Regions from separate parts of the Mus musculus genome. Here regions 1 and 2 are each linked to region 3. A link is a contact called in public Hi-C data. All regions are on one chromosome and are shown on one strand. The core of a region is the stretch at or near the end of the contact, and the rest is flanking DNA. Distances in the headings are between cores, read along the strand shown.

Region 1 (2,768 bases), core at 113-2,612, 250 kb after region 3:
TAAAATGTTTCTCACAGACATGAGGGAATATCATAAAATATATCCAGTTAAAAAGAAACCTTAGCAATGTTGCCAATATGCCCTTTTGTTGTTTGTTTTAAAGAGTAGTTCAGGCTAGCCTCCAACTCCCAATGATCTGACCTTTCTGGGTCCACCTTCCGAGTGCTGGAACTGCAGGCATGCATTACCACACCTTGTTTCTATAACACTGGAAATTTGTGCATGTTCACCCAGCACTCTACCAACTGAGGTACATCCCTGATCCACGTTAAAACACTTTTCTTTCATTTATTAGGTAGAAATACATGCATATTATGTCTTTGAACATAATTTTCATATGAAGCCAGCCCTAAGGTCAGAACTTGCTTCACATCAGACATTTTGCCTTGGTCTTACATTTTTAAGTAAGGCAAGAGGGAGTCCTGACACGGACCATCAGTGGGTCTCCTTGACTGGCTACCTGCCTTCACTGTTGGAGCGGGTGCTCCTGGGGTGGTGATGTTTGTGATTTGTCAGTCAGAAGTTCTTAGGTCAGAGAGTGGAGTCTTTGTGATAGGATTTCTACCTCGCCTTCTGCCCACTACATGAGAGCACCAGAGGTTAGTCTGCAGCCAAGGACATGGCCTTCATCACAGTAGAACCCCCTTTCTTCCTGATTTCAGCTTTCCAGCCTTCAGAGTCATGAGCAATACGTCGCTGTTGTTTATGTGCACAGGTGGTGTTCAGTGTGTGTGGCTGGTGATGTTATTTGAAGGGCTTTGGACCTTTGACACTGTCACATAGACCTCCAGATGCTGCATTGAAATTGCTTGACCAGTGACATATTAGCAATTTAAAGGTAGACAGGATAAAAAGCAGAGGATGGGGGGGGGGAAGCTCCTGGAGGCTTACATTATTGCTCTGGAATCCTTGGAGAATCTGGGTAGTAAAATTCTAAGACAGAGAGGATGGAGTTACAGTAGACCTCTTAAAGAAGGACTCCTTGGCTAATTGAACTTTTGGGGGATTTTACTGTTTTCACGCAAGAAACAGATACAGCGCAGAGCTGGAGATATTGAACTAAGTACATGTTAATTACTCGTTATTTTTCTCTTTAGCAGCCCAATTTTTAGGTAAGAGGTTTTAAAATCTCCACCACACCTTTAATCTACAGAATGAGTTAGCTGTTTCAGGTCAACTCTTACTGGCCGCTAAGGGAAAGCAGAACAGAGTATGTTTGAATAAAACAATGCTTCTAATAGAAGCTTCATAGCTCCCAGCCTTGCAAACACAGATGTTTCCCCTCCTTTTCTCACTCTCTTGTTCTCTCATTGTCTTGGCTTCTCTACAGTCATTATTTGGTACCTTATCATGGCTGTTTATCATCTGACTTTATTCTCAGGCCCCGTGGGAACTTGTAAAAGTTTGAGCAGCTGGGTTGATGGAGGAGAGGAGGAGGAAGCCAAGAAGGAGAAAGGGGAGGACAAGTCAAGAGCAGATACTTTCCGAATCTCATACAAAATGCCAGTCTGGTCTGGAAAACAAAATGCTCACAACCTGAAAGAGTATATTTCTATGTTCCCTGTGTCATCTCATCATTTGTTCAACTGATAAAGTCGACTGACATTGACCAGTCCTCTAGTTTGTGGTCAGAAGGAACTCAGAAAGGCTTAAAGGTCTTTCTTATGTAAGGAAATAATATCCAAACTAAAAACTAGTAACTCAGTGTGAAGGGTGATGGATCTGGGAACTGGGGTGTGGCTAATGGCAGTGTTTGTAGAATGCATGGTTAATTATGCATCCACATGAATGTTCTATGCTATTAAGGGAAAAGAAGTAATGAAACTGTAAAGTGTAAGTCTCTGTAAGCTAAGAACTAAACTCCTCTTATGACTTTTAAGTGATATTTTTCCTCCTGATTCATATTTTAGATTCTCCTTGCCTATATATATATATATATATATATATATATGCAGGAAACTCATCAATAAATCTCTTGAGGGCTGGTTTTAAAAAATTATATTATCAAAAGTCTTTAAAATAATTTTCTAGGCTAGACTTTCTGTATGTACTAGCAAGAAGGGTAGTGCTTAATTTACATCATCAGTTGTTTATCTCAGAAGTGCTATGTTTTTCCCTTTGAAAATTGCCTGTGACATGTCTGGAGGATGCTGGGCTTCCTTGCTGTGTGGACTTCTGTTTGTAGGTGAGGCCATGCTCCCAAGCACTGAGGACTTGGTTTCTCCGACTTTCAGGCTCTGAGGCTGTCCTTCCAGGGAGGCTGGCAGCAGATGCATAGGTTACGGGTCAGCATTGACTGATGACCCAGCAGCAACAAACTAGCTGGGTGACACCATGCAAATGAGCTCTGTGTGTCCAGTTCCAATATGGCTGATGTCCACAGAGGAAGGGGTGAGGAGAGGAACTCTCCACTCAGGGAATCTGCTGGTCTATAGCAAGCAGTAAGCAAGCCTGCTTTTTGTCTCAGTGGGTGATATAACCTCTGATTGGGAAGGCTGCTAGCTGCAGAGCCTACACTGAGAAAGGTGACATGCTAGAGAGGTCAGGTCCTTTATTCTTGGCATACAAGACAGAGGGGCAAGAGAGCACACAGGCAAGCGTGCCTGTTAGTGCTGTGAGGGACAAAGAAGCCTCTGCCTGAGAGCTCTTTCCCCACAGAGATGTGAATTAGAATCTCAGTAAACAAACTCATTGGCTGAAATTATTCATGTTATGTCAAATGCCACTAAACAGAACATGCTGGGGCGGTGAGCAAATGAGCCACTGGG
Region 2 (2,910 bases), core at 108-2,607, 140 kb after region 3:
AAAGACACTCACACTCATTGGCTACTGTATCTTTGTTCAAGCCCCAAATCTTGTGCTTTTTCAATTCACCATACTTAATCTTATTCCATATAACAGATGTATAAGCTGGATAGATCAGGTGAATGAAAGGCAGTCTGCTCACCTAAGGGAACATACACCATACTCCCCTCTGTTGTAGGAATAAACACTTTAATTGACCTTCAGTGCATATTATAGACTATCCCGGTCTCCATGACTCATCCTAGACAGGCCAATGTATCTTTAGGACAACCTCAGTTATAGAAATCAATAAAATCTGTATCTCTAATCAAGGTATTAATTTTTGAGACACAGCAGTTCTTGTGTTATATTTACATCCTTGGTGAGATATACCTTGTATACCCTGGGGCCCCACAAAAGAGTTTAAACCTTCTGATGAGCACCAAGCGAAGTGAAGCTTGAAGTTCTCAGTGAAAAATTATTTTCTAGAAGGCTAACCCCTTAATGTATTGTTTTGCTTAAAATCATTGCAACTTCTTTTTCAGGAAGTAGACACATTTCTTCAGAATACTAACTAAATTTCTAAGTGCTATAAATAAGGCAGTGAAATCACAGTCTATTTGGGAACATGACATCAATTTTCTCTGAGATTCCTTTCACATTAAAACAGCCATTCTTGGGCTGGTGAGAAGGTGCCTGCTGCCAAGCCTAATGAGCTGAGCTGTGTCAGAGGTACTCATGTGGTGGAAGGAGAGAAACTTCTCCTGAAGGTTGTCCTCTGACCTGCCCCCATGCTGCACATTAGCACATAAGACACACAGTGTAAAATAAGATGTTGACATCTACTCTCCATTAGCCATCGCAATAACTTTTTATTTGTAAAATTCCTTAAAAACTAATTATGTTTCTAACATAACCAATAAAATAGGAAGACAATTCTTATCACCACCATTAATGCAACAGTAACTTGACCTCAACAGTTTTGACAGTCTAGGCATAGAGATCTTTGTTGTGTGGCTTCTCATATGTATTACTGCTGTGTGTTAGTCATGCTAACCCAAACATTTCCAGACATTTGCAAAAAATCATCTCAGGTAGGTATACTTAATTTAATACCAAGTCTGAAATGTCTATTATATTTTTTATATTTATTCAGTGTGAGTTAATTGTGTGCATTGTTCTGAATTCTTGAGTTGTAGCAAAGTCTTGCCATATAGAATTTACAGTTAAGTCAGGAGCGATGGGGAGTAGAGAGCAATGAAGAGGTGTGGTATTGAGGCAAGGCCTCTCTGAGGAGATGGCACTCAGTCCCTGAGCCTTGAAATGTGGTGAAGGAGGAATTCAAGCTCACACTCTGTGCTGGAAGCTGCTGCTGCAGAAACATGATGGAGGTGGGATGTCGGTGTTGCCAGGGAACGGGGGAACAAGGTGCAGGCAGAGGCCCAGTGCTGAGGGCGAGTCTGCACAGGACTGTAATGCCTTTCAATCTGTAAGAAGCACTTTTTGAGCATAGACTAGTGTGGAGTTTGAGGTAATAAAAATGAAAGAGTAGAGACTACGAAAGGAGGGAGGCAGCAGACTGATGAGCTGTTGAGTCATGGGGTGGAGCCTGGGGCCTGGCTGGTGGAGGAGCTAAGCCTTGGAGTCTCTGGTGGGTGTGGCATGGTTGGTTTCAGAAGAATGGTAGTGCAAAATTAGGGCAAACTTCTTAGGAGAAATTTGATTAGGAAAAGTTCAAAAGTTCAAAAGAGAATAGTAAGTGAGATAAAATGAGTATTGAAAACCCCTAGAAGAAAGGTGTGTGTGTGTGTGTGTGTGTGTGTGTGTGTGTGTGTGTGTGTTAGTTATAGACATGCATTTGTGTACAGGTGTGTATATATGTTCAAGTTTGTGTGTGCACATATACATGTATGTGTGATTTAACTTAAAACATTAAGGTATAGAAAACCTAAAATGTGCTTTTAAATATATTTCAGCTGATGTACATGCGGATGAAAGTAATCCAATTGAAAAAGCTTTGGTGGGTGATACAGACAACATAACTGCAGAGGCAAAGCTCTGTGTCTGCAACAGTGGACTGGCTGCAGAGTGCTGGACCCAGCTGCTCATAGGGTGCAGGGCTTTGTGTCTGCAGCAGTGGACTGGCTGCAGAGTGCTGGGCCCATCTGCTCATAGGGTGCAGGGCTGTGTGTCTGCAGCAGTGGACTGGCTGCAGGGCGCTGGGTGTGGCGGCCCACAGGGTGCAGGGCTCCAGAATTGCTCACAGGTTCTCATGAGATGCTTCTGGTTCTTCCAGTGAAGCAAGGAGTAATATCTTAGGAACTGTATGTTCTCTCTCAGCCTGCTTATGGTCAGTAAGTGGGAGGCAAGTGTGTGTGCAGCGTGTGAAACAGAGTGTGAGATCATGAGGGGAAACAAGATAAGATGCATGTAATGCAGCGGTGGAAAGGAGAGTGCGAGCAAGCGCGTGTTTTGGGGGAGCACAGGCACAGTGCCAGAGATGTATGGAAAAAAGAGGAAAGAAGAGTAAAACTAATTTTTCTTTGAAAATGACATTTCAGAATAAGGCTTAATAGGTTTTTTTCTAAATAATAAAACTTTGAAGTCTTTGATATGATCAAGGCACAGAGTAAGATATGTAAACGCATGTATCCTGCCATTCACTACCCAACAGTGTGGAGTGGGGGCAAGCATTGAAAATGTATTTTCCTTTATGTTGCATAAACATTGACTGAGCAATGTGACGTTGGTAAGCTATAGAATCTGTGGAACATCATTGTGTTATGTGTTATGCTACTGACCACAGTTGTATAGCACATTGCTGTAGTACCATAGTCACATGAGCTGGTATAGTTGCAGTAGGCAGAGAAGCCTGGTTCTAGGTTGTGATAGGTACATGTATAGAAAGAAGCCTGTATGGGTCTAAATGGA
Region 3 (2,720 bases), core at 118-2,617:
AAAAACTCACAGCTCATGCCTGTTTTATGCTATGTTGTGTCCGCTGGCATGTGATGGATTCCAAGTTCTGCAAACCAGATTTGCACCACCAGCATAAGAAAGAGGAACGCTCTTTGTTCGATAGGGGGATGGCTTGAGGGAGGCTTGCCTTATCAAAGAACAGTGTTGGGAACCAGGGTTCCTTCTCTCAACTCTGTCCTTAGTCACTCTCCCTTCCATCTCTCCCATGTAAGGTGACTACAGCTGACAACCCTCACACGCATTTCGCATGTCTGTGGGAAAGGCCACTGCCCTGAGATTATTTCCCACACCAGTATCTAGGAGTTCTTGTATTTCATTGGCCCACCCTGGCTTCAAGAGTACCCAACCCGAGACAGTCGCTGGAAGCTGGAATTTCGGAATTGACTTTATTAATCATTTAAAGGGAAGCAGAATTGATCCACTCCCGCTTCAAGCCTTTATACCTTCAATCTCAGTTACATGTCTGACTGTATGAGTGGGGCTAAGCTTACTGGAAGTGGAAATTTTAGATGAAGCTGGGAGCTTGGTAATGAATTTGCCCAGAAATAAACCAGGGCTGCCTGATTTCAGAGTCCACGACATTGAATGTTCACTGGCCACCTTGGCTCGTCCTATTTTGGCAGTAATTGGCTTAGATCCCACCCCCCCCCCCAAAAAATCACTTCTCATGTAGAGACTGCATAGGCAGAAAAAAAATCAAAGTGCTTTGCCACCTGCAGCAGGTCCCTCAAGAGATTGCTTAAGCCCTGCATACCCACTGCATTAAGTAGCAGTGAAGTACATAGCAGTTAATCTCCGCTCAGCACTCCCCAATCCTCCAGATACCATCCAAGCAAAAGCCAGTTTACTGCCAAGTCTTTAACACACTCTAACACCAGCTAATCTCCCTGTAACAATTACAGAGTGAGTCTTAAGTTGGGAGCTTTGAAGGGCAGCTGTCTGAACTTCCCCGTCCTGGTGTGTCTTCCTTTGATTTAATTTTACAGCTGCTTTGTAGCTTTGGTCTTCCCATTTGAAATCCCTTTAAAAACAAGTCTAGTTAACGAAAAGAAAGTTGGTTAATAGAACAAGTTTGGAGAAGAGCATTATGTTAGTAATCTATATCAGCGTACATATACATAAACAATGTGAGAGTGTTGGGAAAACAATAGTTCTGAAAAGCATTTCCCTGGGAGAAGAGCAGTTGCAGACTTTTAATTTGATAATCCAGAAGCCAGGACCGAGGGCAATTATTCTAGGAGCCACCAGAGGGCAGTGTGTCAGCAACTATGAAACTGAAACAGCACCTAGTCACTCCTGCTTAGGCCCTTGCTCCCCCAAGAGTGGTCGGCAGAGGGCAGTATCAACACCAGGGTGACGATTCGAGAAGCGAGCTCTGGGGTAGGAATCTGTTTCCCTGGAGGGATACTTTGTAAGTACTGAGTCAGACTGAACTGGGATGAAAGCAGCGTTCTTCTCCATTTGGGAATAGGGCTGACAAGTCTCTACATTTGGAGAAGTGTATTTGGGTATGGATTCTACAGCTACAGTGCTTGGATTTGAATCCAAATGCCTTCTCTGATAGCATCACTTGTGCTATTCGGGATTTCCAACACCCACAAAGTGGTTTTGAGGAACCGGTGTGCAGTAATTGGCTGCATGAACGAGTCATTCGGAGGCAGGGAAGCTGTTTGCTGAGTCACTGTGTCTATGTTTCCGTTGTCCTTTACTTTGGCAGCTTTGGTGACTCACATATACACAGGTGAGATCCTCCCTGCTGTATTTAGTGAGCTTTCTGAGGTCTGTCCCCATCTATTGATGTCTGCTGTGTGTGTGCAAAGGAGAAACAGCTCACTAGTGTGAGCGAGCAGGATTTCATATCCTAACCTTTTTATTGATTTCGGTACACAAAACACACACACACACACACACACACACACACCCCTCCTCATACACATTCCCACACAATCGAAGTGAAAGGGACAAAGCACATCCGTGTTCCTGTCTAAAACATCAATAGGCTGTTTCAGCCAAATGACTTGAACACTTTGAGATATGGCGTCACCACCCTAAAGAATTCTTCAGTATTTTCCCATTAATAGGTACAAGGACCTATTAAATGGAAAGCAAGTAGAATTCTCCAAAGTGTGTAAAGTACAAGGTCCCCTACCTCTGTGTGCTTTGGTTCTCCACCATTCTCCTCAATTGGATTTACAGTTGGCTGGTTTCCCTCTGAGTTCTGGTGCCATGATAGATCTCCACCCCACACTTGAAACCTCACAGGGCAACTGACAGTGTGAAACCAAGGCTTCCATGTCACACAATTGTAGACTGGATCCCCCTTCTTTTCAAACGTGCACTTTTCCTGATTTTTTTTTCATTTCATTTTTTCATTTTCCACCCCTTTAGTCATTTCTTCCTTCTTATTCGATCAGCACATGTTGTGAGTACTTTCTAGAATGGTGGTTTTCGTCCTGTGGGTTGTGATTCTTTGGGATTGAACGATACTTTCACAGAGGTCACCTCAGACCAGCAGAAAACACCAGTATTTACATTACAAGTCATAACAGTAGCAAAATTACAGTTATGAAATAGCTACAAAAATAATGTTATGATTGGGGGTGACCACAACATGAGGAACTGTATGAAAGGTGGCCAGAGTTAGGAAGGCTGGGAACCACCGGTCTAGATGCAAGGGCTGTAGAAAGATAAACCTGGCC

Evidence for each region. Hi-C and Micro-C count contacts between places; a contact is called where the count stands out from the background.
Region 1: a contact with region 3 is called in a Hi-C map of uterus, with 3 times the contacts expected there. The contact joins two enhancer-like sites. A contact is called at or near these places in 2 of 39 promoter capture datasets (the 3T3-L1 cell line and hippocampal neurons), 2 of 15 datasets of contacts at CTCF or cohesin (hippocampal excitatory neurons and stem cell-derived epiblast-like cells), 27 of 484 Hi-C or Micro-C datasets (the 3T3-L1 cell line, 3T3-L1-derived adipocytes, the Ba/F3 cell line and 20 more), 4 of 115 datasets of contacts at active chromatin or transcription factors (the NIH/3T3 cell line, embryonic stem cells and fibro-adipogenic progenitors) and 1 of 9 other capture datasets (embryonic stem cells).
Region 2: a Hi-C map of pancreatic cancer cells shows a contact between it and region 3. The contact joins two enhancer-like sites. A contact is called at or near these places in 3 of 15 datasets of contacts at CTCF or cohesin (the NIH/3T3 cell line, embryonic stem cells and stem cell-derived epiblast-like cells), 38 of 484 Hi-C or Micro-C datasets (the HL-1 cell line, the MC3T3-E1 cell line, the P5424 cell line and 14 more), 8 of 115 datasets of contacts at active chromatin or transcription factors (Th17 cells, astrocytes, bone marrow-derived dendritic cells and 2 more) and 3 of 9 other capture datasets (adipose tissue, embryonic stem cells and pancreatic islet).

What each region holds. Positions count from the first base shown.
Region 1 is chr2:77,085,920-77,088,687 of GRCm38.p6, reverse strand. The region is part of intron 7 of Ccdc141 (coiled-coil domain containing 141); the gene reads left to right. Among named protein-coding and RNA genes, the nearest start is that of Gm39862, 17 kb to the right of the region's middle. Within about 2 kb of position 1,362, at least 4 of the 459 cell types and tissues checked have an H3K27ac peak or open chromatin away from gene starts, as enhancers often do. A contact at or near this core is called in uterus, where this site is marked.
Region 2 is chr2:77,199,833-77,202,742 of GRCm38.p6, reverse strand. The region is part of intron 10 of Sestd1 (SEC14 and spectrin domains 1); the gene reads left to right. Gm35266 (a long non-coding RNA gene) reads left to right here. Exons shown (of 2, transcript XR_374739.1): 2 at 1-2,910. Among named protein-coding and RNA genes, the nearest start is that of Gm35266, 4.9 kb to the left of the region's middle. Within about 2 kb of position 1,357, at least 55 of the 459 cell types and tissues checked have an H3K27ac peak or open chromatin away from gene starts, as enhancers often do. A contact at or near this core is called in the HL-1 cell line, muscle stem cells, pancreatic cancer cells and 1 more, where this site is marked.
Region 3 is chr2:77,340,743-77,343,462 of GRCm38.p6, reverse strand. No RefSeq gene overlaps it. Among named protein-coding and RNA genes, the nearest start is that of Gm35317, 18 kb to the right of the region's middle. Within about 2 kb of position 1,367, at least 59 of the 459 cell types and tissues checked have an H3K27ac peak or open chromatin away from gene starts, as enhancers often do. A contact at or near this core is called in the HL-1 cell line, muscle stem cells, pancreatic cancer cells and 1 more, where this site is marked.